3 separate regions of the Mus musculus genome follow, and all the other regions are linked to region 2. Evidence: chromatin contacts called from public promoter capture Hi-C data. All regions are on one chromosome and are shown on one strand. Each heading gives the region's core, a stretch centred on a gene start, on an enhancer-like site or on the middle of the called end of the contact. The rest is flanking DNA. Distances are from core to core; before and after follow the strand shown. Region 1 holds the start of Ccdc106 (coiled-coil domain containing 106). Region 2 holds the start of Selenow (selenoprotein W). Region 3 holds the start of Oscar (osteoclast associated receptor).

Region 1 (4,473 bases), core at 247-2,746, about 11 Mb before region 2:
TGATAGGAGGAAGGGAGGACCATGCTGTTTGGGGAAACTCTTGCCTGGGAAGTTTTAGTGGGTAGTCAGAGGTCTCTATTTTGACACTGGAAGTAGGGACCTTATATTGAACACTCAATGCACACCACACCCCATTCTCAATCCTTACTTACATTTTGGGAGACATTTTAGTTTATGCTATCTGGAACAAAGACCTTGACTGGGTAATGGGAAAGTCTGCCGTTTTCCTCTGGGAGTTAGGCCTACTTCAGTTTCCCCAAACCTGCCATTTATTTATTTATTTATTTAGATAAGGTTGTAATGTAGTTCAGGGTGACATTGGATTTATGATCTTGCCTCCACTTCCAGAATACTGAAACTCTGGGCTTTGTGCATGCTAGGCACCTTACACACTGCGCAACATTCCTAGCATCTTTGGGAAAAAGGTTCTGAACACTACCCCTTCCCCACCCAAACTACAATCCACATTAATATACTTAAAAAAATAGCATCTTAGAGCATAAGCACAGCTTTATACAGTTCACCTGGCTTTATACAATTCTCTGTGGTTTGAAATACTGATCTAGGGCAGGTGGTTCCCCCTGGACTTGCTGACCCAGGATGCAGTTTATTTGTAAAAATGAACTGCTTAGTCTTGGTTGACACATTCAGTCTTCCTCTGCAAGGATGGTTTAAGTCATGCCTCTTAGGGCTTCAGAACCCCAAAGAGGATGCTGCTTGTGAACCGGAGAGGCAGTGTAGGTCTAATAAACATGTCTTCGCTGCTCCTTTCCTCTGATTGTGTGTGTGTATGTGCCCTATGCAGATAGCCTCTTTACACGACTTCTTTTGGGGCGGAAGGGAGAGGGGGAGTGTCTTAAAGGCTGTGCATCTACACCGACTGACTTCAAATAATATCAACAGCGCTTGGATCTTAAGCTCCAAGAGTGGTCCGGTTCTGGGCTGAGCCTTTGGTATGTCACACAACTACATCCTCTCAAAGGCTTTTAAGAGTAACTTCCCACTGAACAGGTGAGTAAACTGAGGCCATGGAGGAATGAGGAGCAAGGACTGGAGTGTAGCTGTTCCACAGGTGGCTCCAGTGTGGGCTATTCCTGACCCACACTTTGCGGAGAAGTAACCACCACACAACCCATTCTCACATCCTGGTCCTCTTATTCCTTTAATCCTTTTCGTGGATGGGGGTGGGTGGAGGTTATGGTAGGTTGGAGCGGCTAAGACTAAAGGTATGCATGTATTAATCAGCTACTTAGGGATCATTAAAGGAGACTCAAATTTCACTTCAATTTTCCTTACTGCCTCATACCTTCTGACTTTTCTCGGCCCACTGGTCACATAGCCACTCACCCGGAGGACCCCCGGAACCGCATCAGCTGTGCAGGATGAGAATTTCATGAGGATCCCTGCCTAGGCTTTGGGAAAGGAGGGGGGGGGGGTTGTGTGTGGGGTGGGGGTTGGAGGGGTGTTGCAAGGGGCTATCGCGCAAGTGCGGTCCCGACCTCCGCGCAAACGGCGGGCCTCACCTGGGCTCCAGGAAGAGGCGCCCCAGGCTCGGCAGGCCTGATTCGGTTAGTGCCCACGTCTCCGCGCTCCGCCATCCAGTTCTCCCCCTCCTCTGCCGCTACGCCCGCTTACTGGTGGGTGGGCGCTTCTCTCCGCGACACTTTGCAGACGCTCCCCTGCGCTGGGCATGGGCGCCGCCACTGCCGTCGGTCCCGGGGCTGGAGTCCGTGCGCGGGTGGGTGAGAGCGGGGCCTCGGCCCCTTGTACCCTGAGCACCCAAAGGCGGGGAACGGTGCCCACGGTCGACACCCCCATGCCGGTTGCCCATTCTGGGACCCTTCGCCACGGTCGCCCCCTCCCACTTGTGGGACAAAGGGTGGGGGCGCATCCCCACGCGTGACCTCCCACGCACTGCGCACGCGCCCAGCTCCCACTTCGGGGAGGGGCTTTACTCGCCCACGCGAGTGCGGGAGGAATGGGCGGCTGGGACAGGGGAACGCTTGCAGGATGGACCCCCTACCCCAAGAATGGAAGTTAGGGGTGGTTGTTTCTCCATTTATGGCATTGGGTTCGGAGATGGGCCATGATGAAGGGCTTTCTCATTCAGGCCAGGTCTCCCTGTGGTGTTGACCCCACGAGGAACCAAAGAATTTAAGGGCCGAGCCCCTTCACAACCAAGATTCCTCTCGCTGAGCCCCCTCGCTCTGGGTACATACTTTGGAAGCCTCTGACTCTGTCCAGAAGTATGGGTCCTTTCCTCCCTCAGACTGGTGATCCTTCCTTACTCCGGAGGGACAGGTATTCCACCTCTCCAGGGACTGCCGACTTTTGGTGACCTGCTTCTGTCCAGTGCCCCCAAGGGCTCAGTTGCTGGGTCTGCAGGAAGCCTCCTCGATATGAATGACAGAAACAACCGTTGGCGGACAAGTGAGGCACCTGGGGACCCTTTCTTTTCCCATCCTTGGTCTGACATTCTGGTTCCCTCTGTCCATGGGACAGCAATGGTTGGGGGTGGTCTATAAGGTTCAGGCCACTTCTGGGGTGACCTCTGCTGACCTCTCTGCAGTGAAGGACGAAGAGACCTTTGAGATCTCCATTCCCTTTGAAGAGGCACCCCACTTAGACTCACAAATCTTATACCGTCTGAGTCCGTCTCGGAGAAATGTTGAGGGTGAGCTGAGAAAGGGCATTGGAGGGACTGGAGTCAGGTGGGGTACTGCCTCACCCTGGGGCATGACCTCCGTCCCTGCTGTTCTTAGAGCCTCCAGAGGGCGCCTCCCCAACCCTGGCCCTGATGAGCAGTGTTAAGGCCCAGCTGCACATGGCACTGGAGAGGAACTCGTGGTTGCAGAAGCGCATTGAGGACCTGGAGGAGGAGAGGGACTTCTTGCGGTGTCAGCTGGACAAATTCATTTCCTCTGCCCGGATGGATGCAGGTGGGGGCACACAGTCCCCCAGGACCCGCAGAATTCAACACCCAATGTTGGTTGGACCTGATGGGGACTTGGCATCTTATCCTTCCACTAAGGCCCATGCCTATTTTAGGGCCTTCCCCAGCCATTTCCTTCTTGATTTCAAAGACTTCTCTCATTTCCTATCTTGTGATGAGACTGCCCTGTAACTCATCAGCCTCAAGCACTTGGCATAACTGTCTCCCAGAGTCTATATTTCCAGCCCAGGTTCCTCATCTTAGGGGAAATGTCCCTTTGTCAGTAGACCCATTGCAGTCTACTGGATTCCTCAGAGGGGCCCTGCCAGCACCCCAGGATTTCTGAATGATGCAGTCATCATCCATTAGAGGTACCCTGAAATACCAATCAGGGTTCTGTCTTCCCTCTACCCTGCTCTACATTATCATGCCTCATGTTTCTTATTCTTCAAAGGCTGTGGGGGTCCCAGTACCTCTGTCTCCTAAGCTTCACCTTAGGGTCCTGAGCGGATCCCACTCCCTTGTCTTGCTCTAATCTACAACTAGTAACAGCATGGTGGTGTCACCTCTTCTGACAGGCAGGGCCCTATCTCATTAACCTGTGTTGACTGCCATTCCCAGCACATTCCCCACTCAAGGCTGCCCTTTCCCAGAGCTTTAGCCCTGGTTTCTTGGAGTACTTAGCCTTTATTCAGGCCATAACCCTAACCTCTGTATCCAGCTGAGCTGCTGGCAGGCTTTCTCATTGCTAACCATGGCAAAAGCTCTAGTAAAGGGACCTAGCACTGGGATGGGGACATGCATACCCTCTCTTCCTATACTGAGAGCTCTATCCAGGGTGACTCCTATCTTTCCCTGGTATGACTGGGCAGAGTCTTGGTTTCAGTTCTCAGGAGTTCATCCTTCAGAAGATGCTGAGTCTGAGTTGGCTCCCTATCTAGGGGAAGGTAGTTAGCATTTCCCAGTACCCAAACTGAACCCTGACTTCTGTAGGAGTCTGATATCCAATCCTCCTACCCAGAGGCACTGTCTGCCTCTCGGATTTTGACTCTTCACTCTGGAGCTCCCCAGGATACATTTCCCCCACAGAAACTCTGCATAGTCACAGATTCTCATGAATTCCCTGGACCTGTTTCAGTCAAGTTCAGAGCCTAGAAAAATGCTCACACTATTCCCCGAATCCCAGCTGGCTCTATGGCATTCAGTGTAGCTAATGTCTCTACTTGGGGACTTCACCCTGCCCTCATTCCGAGGACTTGGCCTCCATGTCCATCTTTCCCCCCTCAGGGCAATTATAGGACATTGTGTCACAGTTCACTTTTGTCTCTCTTTAGAGGACTACTGCCGGATGAAGCCTGGACCTCGGAGGGTTGATGGGGACAGCAGGGCTGGGGTTGGAGAAGCCTCAGACCCCGAGTCGGCAGCCTCCTCCTTCAGCGGGGTTTCCGAAGACGGAAGTGCCAGTGAAAGGAAGAGGCAGAAGCAGAAGGGAAGTACTAGCCGGAAGCGATTTGGGAAGACCAAGGCTCGAGAGAGGCAGC
Region 2 (4,677 bases), core at 1,727-4,226:
CGGGTTGGTTGGCTTCTAACTCGTGGCAATCCTTCTGCTTCAGCCTTAGAGATGCTCACTCAATCCCTCCCCTGGTGCTAAGATTATAGGTGGAAGTCACTTTACCCCTGCATTACTCTATGTGTTGGCGTCGGAAGTCTGAGCTTCCCGCATGGTAGGTGAGCACTCTACCGACGGAGCAATGTCCTCAACCCAAGCCCAACTTCCCTTAGCATCCTCCATTCCTGAATCAAGAAGGGCACTTAAGGCAAGCCCCTGCCCCCACCCCCACCCCTGTCCCCATCCCCTCCCCAGTACCACTCTGCAACCTACCAAGTATCACACCCAACCCTCCTGGCTCCAGGGACCCCTGGGATGTGGCCATCTCCCACTCTCCACTCAGAGAGTCCATACACAGGGAAAGATACGACACCGCAAGGTGGCACCCTCCCCCCCCCAAACAGTCTCCCTTACCCCTGCCTCTAGGGCTCACTGGCACTGAGCCAAGGCAGCTTTGATGGCGGTCACCAGTTTCCGGAACTTGCTCTCTGTATCCACATAGCCATCACCTCTCTGAGGGGCAGAGAAGAGAGTTGAACTAATCTCCACACACCGACCAACCCACACTGACACCCCACCCAACCCCCACGAGGCAGGACTCGGATTTACCTTCTTGGAGTGGACCAACTTCCCGGCTACTGTCACTTCAAAGAACCCGGTGACCTGGGGAGTCCCCTCGCCACACTGAGAAAATAAGGCATTAAGACGGGGCTAAGATGACCTCTCTGGGATACTTTCTCCATCACATCCCAGGGAGTGAAGAACATAGGGCAAAAGGATAGAGAGGATTGGCCTAACCCATTCCCACTGCCTCCCAGTCCCAAGGGACAAACAAGGCACGTCATGATCCTATGCCCATTCTAAGACTCACAATGTCCAGGCATCCGGGGAACTCATGTTCTAGCTTCTCCTTGAGCTGGAGGTACTGGAGACAGGGTACAGGGTGGGGGTGGGGTTATCACAGCCAGGCCCAGCAAACCCCCCTACCCTACCCACCCTGACCTACTTCACTCACCTTGGGCTTATAGCCTCAAGCTCCACTGTCAGGTGAATCCAGGGTTGTCGCAGCCCACCAAGACAGCATGGATCCAAGGCAGGACAGGTACCCAAGGGAGGCAGGCAATAGCAGTGCGATGAAGGTAAAGAGAGACAGAGATCCAGATGAGAACGCAGAGGTAACAAAGACCCTCAAAAGAGGGGAAGATGTGCTCATCACACAGAGAGATGTGTGCGACAGTGCGAAGATACATAGAAAGCCCACCCCAAACAAAAGAGCCAAGATGGAGAGGCGGGATGGCAAAGAGATCACAGGTTCCACATAGAGATGCCAATGGGGAGGGAAGCAGGGAAGTAAATTAGGACAAATGCTGCCTCAGTAGAATCTCACCCACCCACTCCCTCCCCCGCCTGGCTGTCACTCAGGAATCCAAGCTCTCTCCAGCACCCAGTACAAAACATAAGCTCCCCAACCCCATGTCCCCTACCTCAGGCCATTTTGGGCCTGGAATCTGGTGCAGTGGCCTCATGGGAGCCTCAATTTATCAAAGCAGGCTGTTGAAAGACATCCTGATAACTAGGGCCTGATCAGACCCCTCAAGGGGGTTGGGAGGGAGGAGGCCACACCCAGCTAGGTGGACCACGGACCCCAGATTCAAGTTACAGGGTTATCGGTAGTAGGACCTCAGGCTGGCCCTGCCTCATTTCCAGCCTCAGTTTCCTCCCCTGTAAGATGGAGACAGAATGGCTGGAGAGCCCCTCAATGGACTTCAGGGGTGCAGAATCCATTCAGCAAGCACTTTTCAATCACTTACTGCAAGCCAGCTGATTATCAGATGCAGATGGAGGAAAAAGTCATCAAGAGAAAATGGCTGGTCTTTCTACGCCTGCCTCTAGCAGGGGCACAATTAATAGCGCTGGCAGGTAACTAACCAACATCATCACCTCCTTCACACTACAGAAGGGGAAACTGAGGCCAGAAAAGAACTGGGGTTAACAGCACCGGCACTCACTGATCAGAAACCAGTAAGAGTTTTTTGTTTTGTTATTTGTATTGCTGGGAACCGAACCCAGGATCTGGTGCATCTCATGCAAACACTCTACCACTGAGCTACACCCTCACCCTACAATCTATCCTATATTACTTTTTCTTTTCGGGGCACAGGGTCTTACTACATCACCCCGGTTGCCTCTAACAAGCAGCTTAGCTGGCCTGGAACTATCTACCTGCCTCTACTTCCGAATGCTGGGATTAAAAGTGTGCATCAACACCACCACTCCGTGACTCAGTTCGCCCTTTTCATGTACACACTGGGAGGTGCGACCACTGTTAACTCACACTACAATCCAGGTACGGGACATCCCCAGACCTCCCAACAGCGCTTATGAGTAAACCCCCAACTACACCACACCTTGTATTCTCTAACTCATGCCGCTCAGTGAGGGGGAAGGGAAACAGCCTGTCGGGAAGGAAAGGTCCCCAGAGAAACCCGATGCTACCCTTCCCCTCCCCTCAGCGCTGAGTCACGTGTTCAAAGTGGCCCCAAGTATCAGTTTCCATTTTCACTGGTGAGATGTCACTCAGATGTCAGATGCCAGGGATCGGGCTCAAGTCTCTGTTACCTCCATCCCACCCGCTTGGAAATCCCTCCCTTTGGGTCTGAAATACAGTCATCGTACTCGGTTACCAGACCCTGGTAGATAGGGGGAGGGGCAAAGAAAAGGGTGGGAGAGGGTCTCCTGGCACAAAGGTTGGGGAGCAGAGAAAGGGCACAACGAGCCGGGAGCAGGAAAAGGGGGAACTGCAGTCACCCGGACTTACCAATACACGACTCGAACGGCGAGCGCCATAGCTGCACGTCGCATCCCCGCACAACACGAGGACCCGACCCACAAGCAACAAGGACCTCAAGCTCTGAGCGTGGGGCCGTGCGCACAGCCGACTGCCTCACGAGTCAGAGCAAACCAAGTGCGGGGGTGGAGAGTGGGCAGAGCTACGGGAGGACCGAGGTTCCGGAGCACGGCGGGGTCTGTGGCCAGGGGCGCGAACCTCAACGCAAGACTCCATGATATCTTGATATCTGGGGTTCTCTTGATATCTGGGGTTGTCTCCATAGACAGCGTCTCTGGGACCAGTAACCTGAGAGCCCCTCGCCGTCCCTTCTCTATGCCATAATGGTTCAGTCCTCAGGGCGGTGGCTCGAGGCAGAGAATTGGTTGAGACTGAAGTTCAGTTACAGAGTGGCTGAGAGGGGCAGGGCAGGGAAATCGACGCATTGGGAGACAGGCAATTGGGATGGATCCCTCCTCCCCAGCGCTAACTGGACCAGACTAAATGAACCTTAGGTCTGGAAAACTGAAACTAGGAGTCCCAGTGTGCGCTTTAGGTCCAGCTGTCTCACCACCGACAGACCCCCTGCGCACCCCCAAAACCATGCAACCCCTCTTTTTGCGCCTTCCCGCTCCCTTCCAGCTGCCTTCCAGCAGAAGGATATATAGAAAGTCCTGGAATGGGGCTTGGACTGTAGCGCAGTTGGTAGAGAACTTGCCTACCATGTATAAAGCCCTAGTTTGGGTCCCTAGCACACTGTTATCTGGGGGCTGTGGTACAAGCCTGTAATCCCAGCATTTGGGAAGAAGAAACTGAAGGACTGAGTTCAAGGTTATCCTTGCTACACAGGGAGTTTGACGCTAGTCTGGGCTACATGAGCAGTTGTCTCGAAACAAAAAATCCAGGCGTTGCCTTTAATGCCAGCAGTCAAGAAATCTCTGTGGGTTCGAAGCCAGTCTAGCCTACGTAGAGCGTTCCAGGACAGACATGAGAGACCGTCTCAAGGGGGAGAAAAAGGTAAAAGTGGACAAAATATTTGAGTTTAGGATTCCTGAGCCTCACTTTCTCCTCCTTGAAAGCTGGACAGATAACAGGAGATAGTCATTCCCACAGAATTTTTTTGCTCTCTAGTTTCTTATCCTCCACACCCTATGAACAAACGGCAATGGCATGCCCACCCCCTCCCTCCCCTCTCTCTACTTTCCCACCACCACCACCACCACCACCAAGGATGGCTCACCAGCAGAGATGTTTATCTGTCACCTGACTTCTTTAATTGACTTCAACCGGCTATCCCCGCCAATGGTTAACTAGGGACCAAATAAGGAAATTTTCCCACCTAGCCCTCTGGTTCCCCATCAGTACCCTACCCTGCACACAGATGATGGGCTGTGATTCTACCCACAGAAAAATGAAATTTGAATCATTCACTCCCCATTTGACTTCATAGGAGTGCGTTGGCAACTGAGGATTCAGAGGCCTAAAAGCAGTAAGAAAACTGTATTTCCCTAAAAGGATGCTTGTTCATGCACTTGGACTCCTGGAAAGAATGAGAGCCAGAATCTGCTGTGTGTGGTGGGGAGAACTCAGTGAAGATAACCAGGAACCTTCTGTGTCCTCGTTGGGCATCTCCAACAGGCTAAATTCAGTGTCGCAGCCTCTCTGTCTCGAGACGGAGGACCTGTGACCACAGTCTGAAAAGGAATAAAGAGTCAGTCTGGAAGAACCAGGAACAGAGACTGAGTCAAGGGTCAAGAATAAATGTTCCACAGTCCCGAGTTTTCCTGTGGTTCCCAACACCCTTGGAACAA
Region 3 (4,687 bases), core at 491-2,990, about 12 Mb before region 2:
GTACTTGTTGCCCTTGCAAAAACTGGGGCTAGGATTCTCAGCAGCTCATGGTGGCTTACAAGCACTGTACCTCCAGTTTCAGAGGCTCCTCCTGCTGTCTGCTGAACTCTGCGAGCCCTGGACATGCATGTGGTGTGTATGCATGCAGGCAGAACATTCATGTACATAAAACTAAATCAACTGATAACTCAGGGATGAATGGCTTCCCAGTGGTTCTCAGGCCAAATTGAAGCATAGTGGGAAAAATTGAAGAGAGAAGAATTATCTCCTCCATCAAAACCCTGAGAAGAAGCCATCTCGGGTGGGGGAACCTCCTTCTGTGGAAGGCAGGCTCCCGTGAGAGAAGCTCGTATACTTGGCATTGAGGAACTCCTATGTCTGGAGCCTTGAAATATGCCAGGATCTGGCCCTATAGTTTCCCTATATAACTACATTAAATCCTCACTGCAGCCGACTTACCTAAGGAAATGGAGGCTTCAAGACCCCTGTTTTTTTTGTTTGTTTGTTTTTCTTTCTTTCTTTTTTGTTTTTGTTTTTGTTTTTTCCACACAGGGTTTCTCTGTGTAGCCCTGGCTGTCCTGGAACTCACTCTGTAGACCAGGCTGTCCTCGAACCCAGAGATCTGCCTGCCTCTGCCTCCCGAGTGCTGGGATTAAAGGTGTGCGCCACCACGCCCGGCTAAGACCCCTGGTTTGTTCAAGGACATGCAATAATGAACAAGATTGTCTAGGTCTCCTTAACATCCACATTCATGGTCATCTCTATTCACCTATAGTGGTTACTAAAGAGATGAAGGACAAAGTGAAGGGAGAAGAGAGCAACATGCAGGGGGCAAGGAGGAGGGGATGGAGGAAGAAGGAAGGAAGGCTATGAAAGGGGGAAGGGAAAGAGACAGGAGAAAAGGGAGAAGAAAAGAGGCAAGGTATGTAGTGGAGGAAGGGATGGAAGGAGAGAGGAAGAGAGGGGAATGAGGGAATCTGGGGTGAAGCTAGGCACAAAGATAAAATGAGTTGTTGGAGGCGAGGTGTGAGCAGCATAGCATAGAGCAGGTGGAGTCTCCCACTCACCTGTTGGTGTGAAGTCAGCACGGCATGCAGGCCCTGCAGAAGGTGAAGAGTTGGTTTTTACAAAGCCCTTTGTGGACTACCGTCTCCCCTCTAAGGAGCCCTAGACTCTGATTACATGAAGCCTGCCACCGTCTTTTTTAGGATCAAGCAAAACTCTGTACTTCCATTCCCCATACTTAAGAAGCTGCTGTCTGACCCAAGAGGACAGGCCTCTGTTCCCCACCTTTCCTAAGAACAATACTTTGCTCCTTGGGGTTTCTCTGCCTTGGGGTTTGAAGGTTTAGATGCCCCCTCCCTCCAGCACAGTAGACTTGCCCATTTACCATGAGAACTGAATACATTCTTTGACCCCTAGATATCCCTTACTCTCCTCTGCCTGGAGATCCAGAGAAACCTATGCTCACCCCCGACCCAGCAATCTGTCTTCCCCCGTTTAGGACTCAGGTATCTGGGTACCAGTCCTGATTCCTTTTTCTAAATTGGATGTTGAATTCCATATGAACAGATATAGCCCTCAGCCCAGCCAAGGATCCACACACAGGGGAGGGACAGCTCACAGAGAGTCGACAGCTGGAGTATCAGCGACAGGACCATGGTGGGCACTCTCCGTGGAGCTGAGGAAAAGGTTGACCCTGCCTTTTTCACTCTGAGGAAATGAAGCAACACCAGAAAGCCATGTGAGAGTCCTGTTTAGGGAACAGAGGAGTCAGGTGGAGGCTCCTGGGTAACTGTGTCATAGTTTCATTGTCTTGGAAAAAGTTGCAAGATGGAACAGTCATAGCCTCTGGTGTTCTTTAATTTAACTTAAAAGTTGGGGAGGAGGGCTGAGGACGTTGTCGCTAAGTAGAAGACCACTTGCCCAGAGTAGCCTCAGCACTGAGGAGAGAAAGGAAAGGGGCAGGTGGGAGGAAGAAAAATGGAAAAGAGGAAAAAAACAACAACAACAACAAAAAAAACAAAACAAAAAGGTAGAAAGGGAAAAAGAAGCTTGCTGTACAATATGTACTATGCCGGTAACAAGAGAAGGCTCAGACTCCATTACTGCTCTCACTGTCCAGTCCAGATATGTTAATTTTTTTAAGTGATGTGCATTATCTTAGAGGCTCAGGCTTGTAATCTCACCAGCTTGAGAAACCAAGGCAGGAGGCTGTCAAGTTCAAAGATTGCAGGGCCAACTTGAGCCATTTAATGCCCTGTCTCAAAATAAAAAGTAATGAAAGGGCTGAAAAATGTGGCTCAACAATAAAAGATATGCCTAAAATCCACCAGCAGGGACCTGGGATAGTAGAATCTATCAGCAAGTGGACGGAGGAGTGGCTCAATCGGAGATGGGTAGCCTAGCCTGTCCTGGTTTCAGTTTTCAGCACTAAGGGGCAGATGGAGGGAAAAGCCATGATCTGCATGCTAGTAACACAAAGCACAGGCAGTCCTTAATATATTTGGGATTAATTTAGAATTTCCAGAATGAGCTTATGTCTAGATGTGATCTCAATGTAAAGCTGACTTTTTTTTTTTTAAGGTTTATTTATGAGTACACTGTTGCAGTCTTCAGACACACCAGAAGAGGGCGTCAGATCCCATTGCAGATGGTTGTCAGTCACCATGTGGTTACTGGAAATTAAACCTTTGGAAGAGCAGACAGAGCTCTGAGCCATCTCTCCAGCCCAAAGCTGACTTTATTACAGGAGAACGTTATGTTACTTCTCCGATGCATTTGCTGAGTTATAAACTATAAGAAAATGGTGAGGCCAGCAGGTGTTCAAGGTGGTTTAAATCTTTCAGTCCTCTTAAGCCTCACTCCAGAACTACAACTCCCGAAAGGGTCCACGTCCTCGCCCAAGGGGCGGGGCCTCACGCAAGGAGAAGGACCACAACTCCCAGAGAGCTCCGCTCCTTGTCGCCGCCAAGAACAAGATGGCCGGGAGTAAGTACAGGTTTGGAGCTCGCGGGGATCAAGTAGTTCCAGGAAACTGTGGGCTGATCCGTGGCTGAGTCTCAGTGGAGCCTTGGGGACCGGTAATCCGTCCCAGAATAGGGGCGCGGCAGTCACGAGGGTGCAGAGCAGGGGTGATACGAGAGTGTTAGAGGTCACCGCAGTAGTCCCCAAGGGTGACTGTCTTCTCACCTCTCTAGGAATCTCTGCCTTCCTCAAGAATGCCTGGGCGAAGGAGCCGGTGCTGGTGGTGTCCTTCTCTGTCTGGGGCCTCGGTGAGTGCCCCCTTCCCCGGCGCGAAAGTGCATCCTCCACCCGGAAGTCATCAGCATTCCACGGCACAGTTTCATCTCGCATCCCCTTGCCAGCCATATCCTGACATTACTGTCGCTCTTCCCTCACCACACACAAGAGGTGCACATTCAACTCAGTTTGACTCTGTAGGCAGAACTCCTCGGCGAAGTCTGACTTATGCAAATCTCTCAGCAAGCCTCCCACCTTGCAGTGGGACAGGGTTACTCACAGTTCTGATGCATTGAAGCCCGGGAGATGGAGGTGACCTGTTAAATTTTCATTCTGAAAGTCTGGGGTGAGGCCTTGGATTTGGCAGCCATCACAGTACCAAAATTGTCAGTATTGCTGGCCTGGAGTGTGACAGAGAAGTTCTAAAACCCACCACCAGCTATCTACCACCCTGACTTTCAAAGACCTAGAATGCTCTAATGTATGTGGTTTTAATTGATTATATGTTGAAATAGTGATTTAATGTATACTTGGTTCGTTCTTAAAGTTAAAATTACATTTTTTAAGGTGTGTGTGTGTGTGTGTGTGTGTGTGTGTGTGTGTGTTGGCTACCAGTTGGGTTTGGGGGGTCGGAGGACAACTTACTGGAGTCAGTGCTCATTCTGAGTTCCAGTGAGCAGGTAATTTTAACTATTGAGCTCTCTCACCACACTAAGGTTAAAAACTTCCTTGAACTGACTTCTTCTGAATCTTTTCAGTTTTCTTTTTTATAGAGGATACAAATCACTTAGCTCAAGTGGGCCTCAAACTCACAGCAGTCTGCCTTGGGTTCTTATGTGTTGATATCACACGCCTGAGCCACCATCCCTGCATATCTTTATTTTATTTTATTTTAATTATTATTATTATTATTTGGTTTTTCGAGACAGGGTTTCTCTGTGTAGCCCTGGCTGTCCTGGAACTCACTCTGTAGCCCAGGATGGCCTCGAACTCAGAAATCCACCTCTGCCTTCCAAGTGCTGGGATTAAAGGCATGCGCCACCACTGCCCGGCACGTATCTTTTCTTAAAAATGTGTGTGCGCCTCTGGAGGCAAGAAGAGGACGTAGGTTCTTTTTCCTTTGGAGTGGGAGATATTAGGCATTTATGAGCTGCCTGACATGGCTGCTGCGGATTGAACTCAAGTCTTCTGGACGACTAGAAAGTACTCTCCTTACCTGAAGAGCCATCTCCCAGCCCCCTCAGCTTTTACACACTATGTTATCTGTGTTTCTGTATCCACATATGTGGGAGTGCTCACAAAAGCCAGATACGTTTGTTGGATGCTGTGGAACTGGAGTCAAAAGGTGCTAGGAGCCAAACTCTGCAAAGCAGCAAGTGTTCTTAATTGCTGAGCCATCTCTAGCCCCTTAACATGTGTAGTTTAAGATGTGAAATTAACATGT

The links. Promoter capture Hi-C pulls out the DNA fragments that hold promoters and counts their contacts.
Region 1: a contact with region 2 is called in a promoter capture Hi-C map of cranial neural crest. The contact joins the promoter of Ccdc106 here to the promoter of Selenow in region 2. A contact is called at or near these places in 2 of 39 promoter capture datasets (cranial neural crest and frontonasal cranial neural crest).
Region 3: a contact with region 2 is called in a promoter capture Hi-C map of second pharyngeal arch cranial neural crest. The contact joins the promoter of Oscar here to the promoter of Selenow in region 2. A contact is called at or near these places in 2 of 39 promoter capture datasets (cranial neural crest and second pharyngeal arch cranial neural crest) and 1 of 484 Hi-C or Micro-C datasets (B cells).

The regions. Positions count from the first base shown.
Region 1 is chr7:5,055,230-5,059,702 of GRCm38.p6, forward strand. Ccdc106 (coiled-coil domain containing 106) reads left to right here and starts at 1,497. Exons shown (of 5, transcript NM_146178.2): 1 at 1,497-2,430; 2 at 2,570-2,674; 3 at 2,763-2,939; 4 at 4,267-4,473. The coding sequence starts at 2,400. It overlaps Gm15510 (predicted gene 15510), which reads right to left and starts at 1,887. Exons shown (of 4, transcript NR_166619.1): 1 at 1,524-1,887.
Region 2 is chr7:15,919,395-15,924,071 of GRCm38.p6, forward strand. Selenow (selenoprotein W) reads right to left here and starts at 2,977. Exons shown (of 6, transcript NM_009156.2): 1 at 2,858-2,977; 2 at 1,055-1,079; 3 at 911-964; 4 at 649-723; 5 at 454-552. The coding sequence starts at 2,886. The coding sequence ends at 469.
Region 3 is chr7:3,614,417-3,619,103 of GRCm38.p6, forward strand. It overlaps Oscar (osteoclast associated receptor), which reads right to left and starts at 1,741. Exons shown (of 5, transcript NM_001290377.1): 1 at 1,625-1,741; 2 at 1,068-1,100. The coding sequence starts at 1,661. Ndufa3 (NADH:ubiquinone oxidoreductase subunit A3) reads left to right here and starts at 2,957. Exons shown (of 4, transcript NM_025348.3): 1 at 2,957-2,991; 2 at 3,201-3,275. The coding sequence starts at 2,982.